Regions from separate parts of the Mus musculus genome. Here region 2 is linked to region 1. A link is a contact called in public HiChIP or PLAC-seq data. All regions are on one chromosome and are shown on one strand. The core of a region is the stretch at or near the end of the contact, and the rest is flanking DNA. Distances in the headings are between cores, read along the strand shown. Region 1 overlaps Dennd5b (DENN/MADD domain containing 5B). Region 2 holds the start of Resf1 (retroelement silencing factor 1).

Region 1 (4,660 bases), core at 1,474-3,973:
TCCAAGGACAGCTAAGGGTACATAGCAAGACTCTTTATCTCAAACAACCCAAATCAAATTAAAAAAGAAGACTCATTCTACAATGCTCCAGGATGATCTATGCAAATGTAAGAGTACAGGCAGTGCTGGTTACCATGACAGGTCCAATAGAAAGCCATGTCTAAGGTTTAAATCAAGTTCTTTGCAAATCTTTGTTCTTGAAAACAACTTTTTAGCTTTCAAATAAATTCTACTATTCCTATCATTTTAAAGAATTTCTTGTGAGGCATGATGGCTCATGCCTTTAATCCCAGCACTCAGGAGGCAGAAGCAGGTAGATCTGTGAGTTCGAGGCCAGCCTGGTCTACACAGTAAGTTCCAGGACAGATAGAACTACACAGAGAAACTCTGTCTCAAAAGACAAAACAAAATGTTTGTTTGTTTGTTTATGGTTTTCTAGAGACAGAGTCTCGCATGCTTGTGTCACTGCTGCCCAGGGTTTTTTGGTTGGTATTTTGAGACAGGGTTTCTCTGTATACAGCCCTGGATGTTACATTACTTGTTCTGTAGACCAGGCTGGCCTTGAATTTATAGAGATCCAACTGCTTTTGCCTTCTGAGTGTTGGGATTAAAGGTGCTTGTGCCACCAATGACTGGCTGGATTTTTTATTTTTGATAAGGACAGAAACTATAAAGCTGGTTAACAGTTATCTGACTTGTAAGTGACTAGTTTCCTGAATCTAAAAGATTAAAAGTATCTATTAGACTCTCTTTTTCTATTCCATTTCTTACTATAAGTTTTATACCGTGAAGTTAATGTAAGTTCAACCTTCTAGATAGCATTTATTCTTCTGATTACGGCATAGTAATCGGGTCTTTGGCTGTTAAGTCTGGTGTGCCCTCCCAGAAATGATCAAATATTCTATAAAGGTATTTTCTGAAGCATATACCTGTATTACAACAGCAATGCAAGTGTTCATAAGTCAGAATTCATACTGAAAATGAGAGTTTGTCAGCTTACTCAATTTCCTTTGTATGCACAAGTCACAGAAACGCATGTCTTGAAAGGCAGGGTCTTACTTGGTCAGTGGCTGGTTAGAGAGCAGCTGCTTGAGGTGCTGCGACAAGAGCTTCTTTTCCAGGGACAACCTTATCCACGCCCGCGCCCGTCCAACGTCAGTCTTGATCTCAGTCATGTTCTGAATATGCCTAAAAAAATCACAGCCAACAAGCAAGACATTGTTTTTGCATTTAAATAATCTTGTTTTTATACAACTTATATGAAATACTTTTTCTTAAAACAATGCATCCACTTCAAATAAATCATAGTTAAAATAAAAACTCAAGATGACACGAGTCCCATGTGTCTTATGTCTTTCTGTTGCATGGATGACAAGCAGCATCCAGTTACATTGATGGGTGAAAGACCCAAAATAATTATACAATTTTAACATTTTCCCATTTTTAAACTGTCCTTAAAGAAAGTCATATGTAGAGAACTACACTATCTTTACAGTAGTCTAGGAGAGCAATCATGCCATCTGAGATAGACTCATGTTTTACAAAAAAAAAAAAAAAAAATCTGTTAATTACTGAAATTAGCAAGGATTTGCTTAACTTGCTCCATAGTCCCACATGACCCAGAAACAAGAATACACATGGACATACACAAACATGCATACACGAACATGAGTATACACATGAACACACATGCACACACACGTGCACACATACAAATTATACCAACAAAGTATAACTTTAAGAGAACTCAGTGACTTTTTGTTTGTTTTGAGACATGTTTAGCTCTGGCTCTTTTGAACATCATTATGTAGACTAGGCTGGTCATAATAAACTCAGAGATCTGCTTGCTTCTGCCTCCAAGAGTTGGGATTAAAGACATGTGTCACCATAAAAGGTACAAAAAGTCAGAAGTGTTACAATTATTTTCTAAATCACATATTTTTCAAGGCAGGGCTTCTCTGTGTTCTGGAATTTGCTCTGTAGACTAGGCTGGCCTTAAACTTGAGAGATCTACCTGCCCCTGCCTTCTAAGTGCTGGAACTAAAGGCATGGCCCTCCACTGCTGGTAGAAAATGCTAAATTTTAATACTTGTATTTTTTTAAGCTACAATTTGCCAGGCAGTGGTGGCTTGAGGCAGAAACAGGACAATCTTTTGAGCTCTGAGGCTAACTTGGTTTACAGAGTGAGTTCCAGGACAGACAGGGCTACACAGAGAAGCCCTTTCTTGAAAAACAAACAAACAAACAAACAATCATACATACATACAAAAATCTGTATCTTTCTGAGACCAATTTTCTGCTAAGTATCTGTTGCTATTTACAGGGTTTTTTGGTCTATATATGTATAGATAACAGGCATTTTAGAGACTTTTCAAAAATCCAAACAGGAGACATTGTAGTTTAGAAAACTCTTCTGCTCCACCTTCCCTTTTTATTTAATGTCAGAAAGAACAAAACAAAACAGCACAACAGTAAAACAGTAAGACTGGGGCTGGAGAGACTGGGGCTGGAGAGGTGGCTCCCTGGCTAAGGGTGTTTGCTGCTTTTGCAGAAGACTCAGTTGGTTCTCAGTGCCTACTAACAAGAGCTAACTACTAAGTCAGCTAACAACCATCTCTAGTTCTGGTTCTAGGAGATCCAGCTTCTGCGTCGTCTGAACTCTAGGGGTCACCAGGCGTGCATATGGTTTTGTTGCAGGATTTTCCTTGTCCAATTACATTAGGGCAGCAGGAGGCCTGTGATTGGACAGGGAAAAGGGAGGCGGAGCTAAGAGTTGCAGGGAAAGAGAGCATGGGGTGGGGGTGAGAGAAAGAGAGAGAAGGAAGGAAAAATGGAGGCAGATGTGAACCAGCGTGCCTTTAACCAGCCATAGGTAGTTATGAATATTAGAATATTTGGGATAAAGCTTTTATCGTTATCAATTGGTTCTGAAATTATTGTATTGGCATCTTGTAAACTGAGAATTTATTGATACATAAATCTGATTGGTTAATTATAAGGCTCAAGAATTTTGCTTTACTTGGTTACTGGAATGTGGTACCACCAAAAGTAGAGAGAACTAGTAGCTCCAGGGACAAGCGAGCCAGACGCTATGGGGGCTGGCTGGAGAGACGCTATGGGGGCTGGCTGGAGAGACGCTATGGGGGCTGGCTGGAGAGAGCTGCTCCCGGAGAGTTGGCGGGTTGAGAGAAGCAGGAGCAGGAGAGTTGGCGGGTTCATTTTTAATATTTCCCGCAACATGGTTTATGTATGTGTCCTTCCACAGGTCAACACTAATACTCATAAGATAAATATAAAATAAATAAATAAAAATATTATATTATGATGATACTTTCTTCAGAATATATAATCAAAAGGTATAGTTATTACTTGAGCAATATAGGTGAAAGCTACATTTATTACCATGTGTAACAAATACCTCATGTCTTGAATAAGAGAGACTCTGAGTGTTGGTAACATAACTCCTGAGTCAGATTTTCTTCTTTCTGGTCCAAGGGCAACTATGTAGAAAAATATTAGCAAAGTATTAGGACAATAACAGTAAGAATTTATACTTTAGTTGTTTTTTTTTTTCAAGACAGAATCCTTTTGTGTAACTCTGGCTGGCCTTGAACTCACATAGATCCACATGCTTCTGCCTCCCAAGTGCTGGTTCTGATGGGGTATAGCACCATGAGATTATAATATAAATACATCATGTCAGCCTTCCCTTTCCTCACTCTAAACCCTCCCATGTGCCTTCCACTCCCCACAATTTTGCTCTTTCAGAATCATGGACTCTTTTTTTTCATTAGATGTGTGTGTATTTTAAGATTTTATTTATTATTATATCTAAGTACACTGTAGCTATCTTCAGACACACCAGAAGAGGGCATTGGATCTCATTAAGGATGGTTGTGAGCCACTATGTGGTTGCTGGGATTTGAACTCATGACCTTCGGAAGAGCAGTCATTGCTTTTAACTGCTGAACCATCTCTTCAGTCCGTATATGTATTTCTAAATACATAAATACAACCTACTCAGTCTGTATGATGTTACTTGTTTGTGTATGTTTTCAGGGCTGACCATTTAGTATTGATACTTTATTAACACAGTAAACTAGCTGTGGCCACAGTTGGAAACAAGCTATGTGAAAGAATATGACTCTTAAAGAGTCTTGGAGATAAACACACATTTTTTTCCTGGAATTTAATTTAACAACACAATAGCATAATTGATCCTGACAAAATAAAAAAAGAAAGGTTATTGAGATAGAGCAGTGGATAAAGGTACCTGCCACCAAACCCAACAACCAAATTAAATTTCCAGGTCTCATGTGGTGGAAGAAGAGAATCGACTCCTCCAAGTTGTCACCTGACCTCCACATACAAATGCCCACATAAAAAATAATCAAATGAAGTGTAACAAGAGACATTAAGGTTATTAACGGCGGTCACGGAACTTTTCTTTAATAAATCAGTATCTACCATATCATACTCAAACACACCTTCACAATTGTTTTTTTCCTTTTATATCAACATGATCATTTGGAATTGGTACTATTTTCTCTGTCTTATAATGAGGAAGTAGAGCTCTAATTGATGAGACTTGAAGCAATCTACCTTATCCAACACCTTCTTACCTGGCGAGTCTGTGAGGTGCTCTTGTTTCTCTTCTCTA
Region 2 (4,660 bases), core at 1,253-3,752, 290 kb after region 1:
AAGAAAGTCAATAAGGAAGTCTATCGGGGGAGTCTACTGATTTAGCAAAAAGAGAAATGGAAAGGGGCATGACTCATGCTATGTTTGGGCCTGTCAGAACCCTTCAGCATTTTCTAATTTTTTTTTTCCCCGTTTCTTTGGTTGAGATAGGGTCTCTTTGTTTAACCCTATGTAGGCCAAGATGGACTCATTCACTCACAGAGATCTATCTGCCTGTTTCTCCTTCCCAGATTCTGGGATTAAAGGTGTATGCCACTAAACCCAGCAGAGGGTGCGTTTTTCTTTCAAGTACTTTGTAGAACATTTTGCCATTTCATTTGCAGATTGATAATGAGGTCATCAACAGCTTATCTTTGTTGAAGCCTGCCCCCACTAGCTGTAGCCCTTTTTTTTCCATGCCTATCAGCGATTTCATATTGTTGCTAATAATATTCCTGCCAGTCATTAACACAAAAAAATAACTTGACTCAGAGAAAGGTCATGCTGAGCACACATCCTGTTATGTTTGTTAATCTTAAGAAATTCCACAAAACTTTAGGTAGGACCTGTTAAATCAAAGGTCAATATGGATTGTCATGTCTAAAATGGCTTGTCAGAGATGATCACCAAGCAGTGCACCTTCGTGCACCTGAGTTTGAGCTCACTGTGGTTTTTGTGGCTGACATTGAAGAATGCTACTAATAATCCAAAAAGTTATGATTATAATACTCATGTTATCTCAAATTTCACCCGTTTGTAAGACCCCCACCCTCGGTCAGTGATACTTACTTCAAGACAACTCCAACACTGAGACAGATAGATGCAAAAAGCAAGAGGTTTATTTTCTGGTGCGATGGGATCGACCTTCAATTAGTCTCTCAAGGAGAGTGACTAGAAGGTGACTCTGAACAGCTACTGCAGTTTTTATACTTTTTAAGGGCACAGGTTACATCAGAAAGGTTACAGTTCAAACTTATTGGCTAACCATATTGACCTTTAAATCTATTGGCTAGAAAGCATGGGTAGATCATGACGTGCATTTGAACTCTATCTGGGACTTTCCAGAGGGTCAGGTGACTATCAGTCAGTACATTCTGTGGTTTTTCTGAGAATTGTTTACTCAAGAAAGTTCCTGTGGGTGGAGAATGGAATTTGACTTGGTCTTGACCTCAGGTGGGAGGGAGAAGCAGAAGTGGGGAGAGGGAGTGTAAGACTGGCAAAAGCCCTTAGGGTCCTTCATGTTCACCACCCATGTACCACCCTCTGTAGAAATCATAGTTTTAGGGGTCAAAATGAACCGACCAAGTCTACAGCTGCCAAAACAAGATTAGCAGTTCTCAGAAAAATAACAGTTCTCGGAAAAAGTCTCCTGCCCCACCTCGCACTAAATTCCGAGAAAAAACACAAACTGACCTTCTTGCCAGAATTCCCTGAAACATTAGTAGCTGACCAATGAGTTTTAAAATATACTGCTGCTTTGCTGACCCATCATAATATGGCTGTCCAACCCTCCACAAAATGTATAAAGGAACTATGCTTTCTGAGCTCTGGGGTTGACCCTCCCTGCGACGTGTCAGAACAATAAACCTCTTGCCATTGCAGCGATCTGTTGTCAAGTTGTGTTTTTGGGCTTGCGCACCCAGGGTAAAGCCTCGGAGGTCTTACACCTCCATTCCTTACCTAGGACCAATCAGCTTAAAAGTTAGCTGATAATACTTTGCCTAGTAAGCCTACTGCTTCCCTTCTTGCCCATTAAATGTTTTGTTATTTTCCCTATAAAAAGCCTACCCTGAGAGCAGACTAGGAATATAATTATGTTTCTGAGTTCTTTTTGCAGTCCTGAAGGTTTATTAATAGGGTAAGTGTTCAGTAAGTTGCTTAACTGGATCACTGTTCATATACTTTTGTTAGTATATGAACATGAATCTCTGAAGAATGATATCCCAGACTCAAATACTATGCAACAGCAAACAGCATTTATTGAACAAATTCCTGCACTCAGGAGCCCAATTCCATCAGGCCAATTCACTCTTTTCAGTTTGTGTGGCGATTCCTGAACCCCAACAATATATTTCCACTGGCCCTTGACGTTTCACTCCAGAAGCCCTTGTAGAAATATAGTTTTAGCAGTCAAAATGACCAGACCAAGTCTAAAGCTGCGAAAACAAGATTAGCAGTTCTCGGAGAAATAACTATAACAAATAATAACAGTTCTCCTGTCCCGCCTCGCACTAAATTCCAAGAAAAACCACAAATTGCTCTGACCTTGCTGCCAGAATTCCCCCGCGACATTGGTAGCTGACCAATGAGTTTAAAAATATTCTGCTGATTTGCTGACCCATCATAATATGATTGTAAGGCCTGGGGGTCTTACACCCTCAGGTGATTCTCATATAAATTCTAGGTGCAAGGCTGAGCTTTTTTCTCCCCTCAGACTGTAGAAGGCACACCTGCCCGGCACTAGGACCGCGGCCCTGGTGCAAGCGCTCGGGGGCGGAGTGGGGACCCAGCTGGACCCGCCCCAACGAAGGCTGCCACCAAACCTCTGCGCGCTCTGCGCTTGGCAGAGGCCTCGTCCCTTGCTATTGGCGTGTAAGCACCCGCCGGGCGGCAGGTCTGCTTCGGATCGGGCTTTTGTTCGGCCCCCTGGGCTCGGGGCTGGGTTTTCGCCACCTCTGTCCCGGCGGAGGGGCGCCGCCCGGGTCCTCGCTGTACCGCGGGGTCGCTGCGCGCCGGGCGGGCGCGGTCTGAGGTTGTTGGCCCGAGAAGCAGGCGGGCTTGTTGCAGCTAAGCGTCCCTTCCGGTTTCGGAAGGAGAAGCAGAGCTTTGTTTTGTTTTTCGGTTTCTTTCTGTCTCGGTCTTCCGCTCCTTGGCCCCCCTGCGACCCAGCGGAATTGCCTTGCGCTCCGCCTTCGAGCGCCCAGGCCTGTGTGAGCGCCGCGGCCCGCAGCATCTTGGAATCTGTTTGCATTTGTGGTACTTAAGAGTGCCTTCCTAGAAAAATGGAAAAACAGGTAAAGTGGGTGAGCTGGCTTGCATTTCAGTAGGCCAACTACAGAACTTGCGTGGGGATTTAAATTGTCTGCTGGGTGTGTTACAGTTAAGGGGAATCTTAAGTTTGTTTCTTGTTACCATTCAGATATACTAAGGTCTTAGTTATTGCTCCACTCAGCCCCCATCAGGTTCTCTTTTATCAGTCCACTAAAATTACTAAAGAAGTATTTTTGCTTTGGTATTAAAGGGCAGTAGTGGACTTGGAGAAGCCCGCTTGAATTCTAGTGGCAGGGAATATTTTGAGAGTAGCCTAATTCAGTAGTTTTGTTTTTAGCACAATTGAAATAAATTCAGTAAACTTAGTATGGTCTCAATGACACTGTAAGGGAAATGTACTAGACCTTAACTCTTGCTTTCTTGTTTCTTGATTTTCATAGAATTAGAGGCGTGAATACCTTGTGGAAGAGATTAAAAGGTAAAATTGTATTTACAGGTAAGTTTGCCTTTTATAAAGCCTATCCTGGTTCTACTGGATGACTATTTGCATTGTACCGTGGACTAACTTATTTTAGAATAAAGAGTATCATTGAATCAACACTAGTTAAACCTACAGAACTTGCCTAGCATGTGCTTGCCTTCAATTTTTGCATTTGGGAGACCAAGTCAGACAGATCTTTGAGTTAAAGGCTAGCCTAATCTACATACCAAATTTCAGTTTAGCTAGGACTGCATAGTGAAAGACTCAAAAAACTATCACCAAACAAAACTGTCACAGATCCAATGGGACACAGTAGATTTGATGGCAAAGCTTAAGAAATAATGTTGTTGGTATGGTACTTAACAATTTTATTTTTTGCCTTCATGAGATAGAGGAGAGATGATTTTTGCATTTTTTGTTTTGTTTTGAATTTTGGCAGTGTTCGAGATAGAACTCAGCCAGATTGCTACCCTGGAAAAGATTATGGTAGCTGGTGAATTAAAGTTACCTAGGCAGAGGCTAGCTCTTATTTTTGGTGGGAATGTAGTACCAGGGACTGTTTCTTATTTATTTTTAACTTGTTTTAATTTATGTGCGTAAGTGTTTTGCCCACATGTAAGTGTAGTTTTGTGTGCTTGGTGTGTAGAGCTCAGAAGAAGGCCTGGATCCTCTAGAACTGGAGTTACAGGCAGTTATAGCCACATGTTAGTGCTGGGACCACTTTTAGGGCCACAACTATTGAGTCATGTCTTTAAGCACTTATACTTAGTGATCTCTAGGGTTCCAGTCCATGACCATAAAACCTGTTAGAAAGCCTTTTCTGCCTACGAGGGCTATGGTTCCTACAGTGTAAGGAACAAGATAAAGAAATGATACCATGGATGAATGTAGCCATGGAAACCAAGCCTAGAGTGTGTGCATGAGTATGATAAAGTTGAAGTAAGGTGAACTTCCAATGGAGTAATGTGTGAATGCTTTAATTATTATTGGTTAAGTGTAGCTTAAATACTCCTGTCTGGCCACCGCAACTCACTCTAGGTTTGGTTTCCATGGTTACATTCATCCATTGTATTGTTTCCTTATCTTGTTCCTTACATACAGTTATGTTACTTGGATTCAGGTCTTGCTTGACCCCTCCAACTTGGGTCTACCACTTACTGTAAAATCTCAGAAGAATTTTACTTTCCTGCTTAGCTTCTCATCTGTAAA

The links. HiChIP or PLAC-seq counts read pairs in DNA pulled down with a chosen protein or histone mark.
Region 2: an RNA polymerase II HiChIP or PLAC-seq map of embryonic stem cells shows a contact between it and region 1, with 10 read pairs. The contact joins the promoter of Resf1 here to the enhancer-like site in region 1. A contact is called at or near these places in 2 of 39 promoter capture datasets (the 3T3-L1 cell line and embryonic stem cells), 2 of 115 datasets of contacts at active chromatin or transcription factors (both in embryonic stem cells) and 2 of 9 other capture datasets (liver and pancreatic islet).

Annotation. Positions count from the first base shown.
Region 1 is chr6:149,015,923-149,020,582 of GRCm38.p6, forward strand. It overlaps Dennd5b (DENN/MADD domain containing 5B), which reads right to left. Exons shown (of 21, transcript NM_177192.3): 11 at 4,623-4,660; 12 at 3,419-3,500; 13 at 1,060-1,188. Among named protein-coding and RNA genes, the nearest start is that of Gm25539, 51 kb to the left of the region's middle. Within about 2 kb of position 2,724, at least 7 of the 459 cell types and tissues checked have an H3K27ac peak or open chromatin away from gene starts, as enhancers often do. A contact at or near this core is called in embryonic stem cells, where this site is marked.
Region 2 is chr6:149,306,912-149,311,571 of GRCm38.p6, forward strand. Resf1 (retroelement silencing factor 1) reads left to right here and starts at 2,503. Exons shown (of 5, transcript NM_026054.3): 1 at 2,503-2,993; 2 at 3,411-3,466.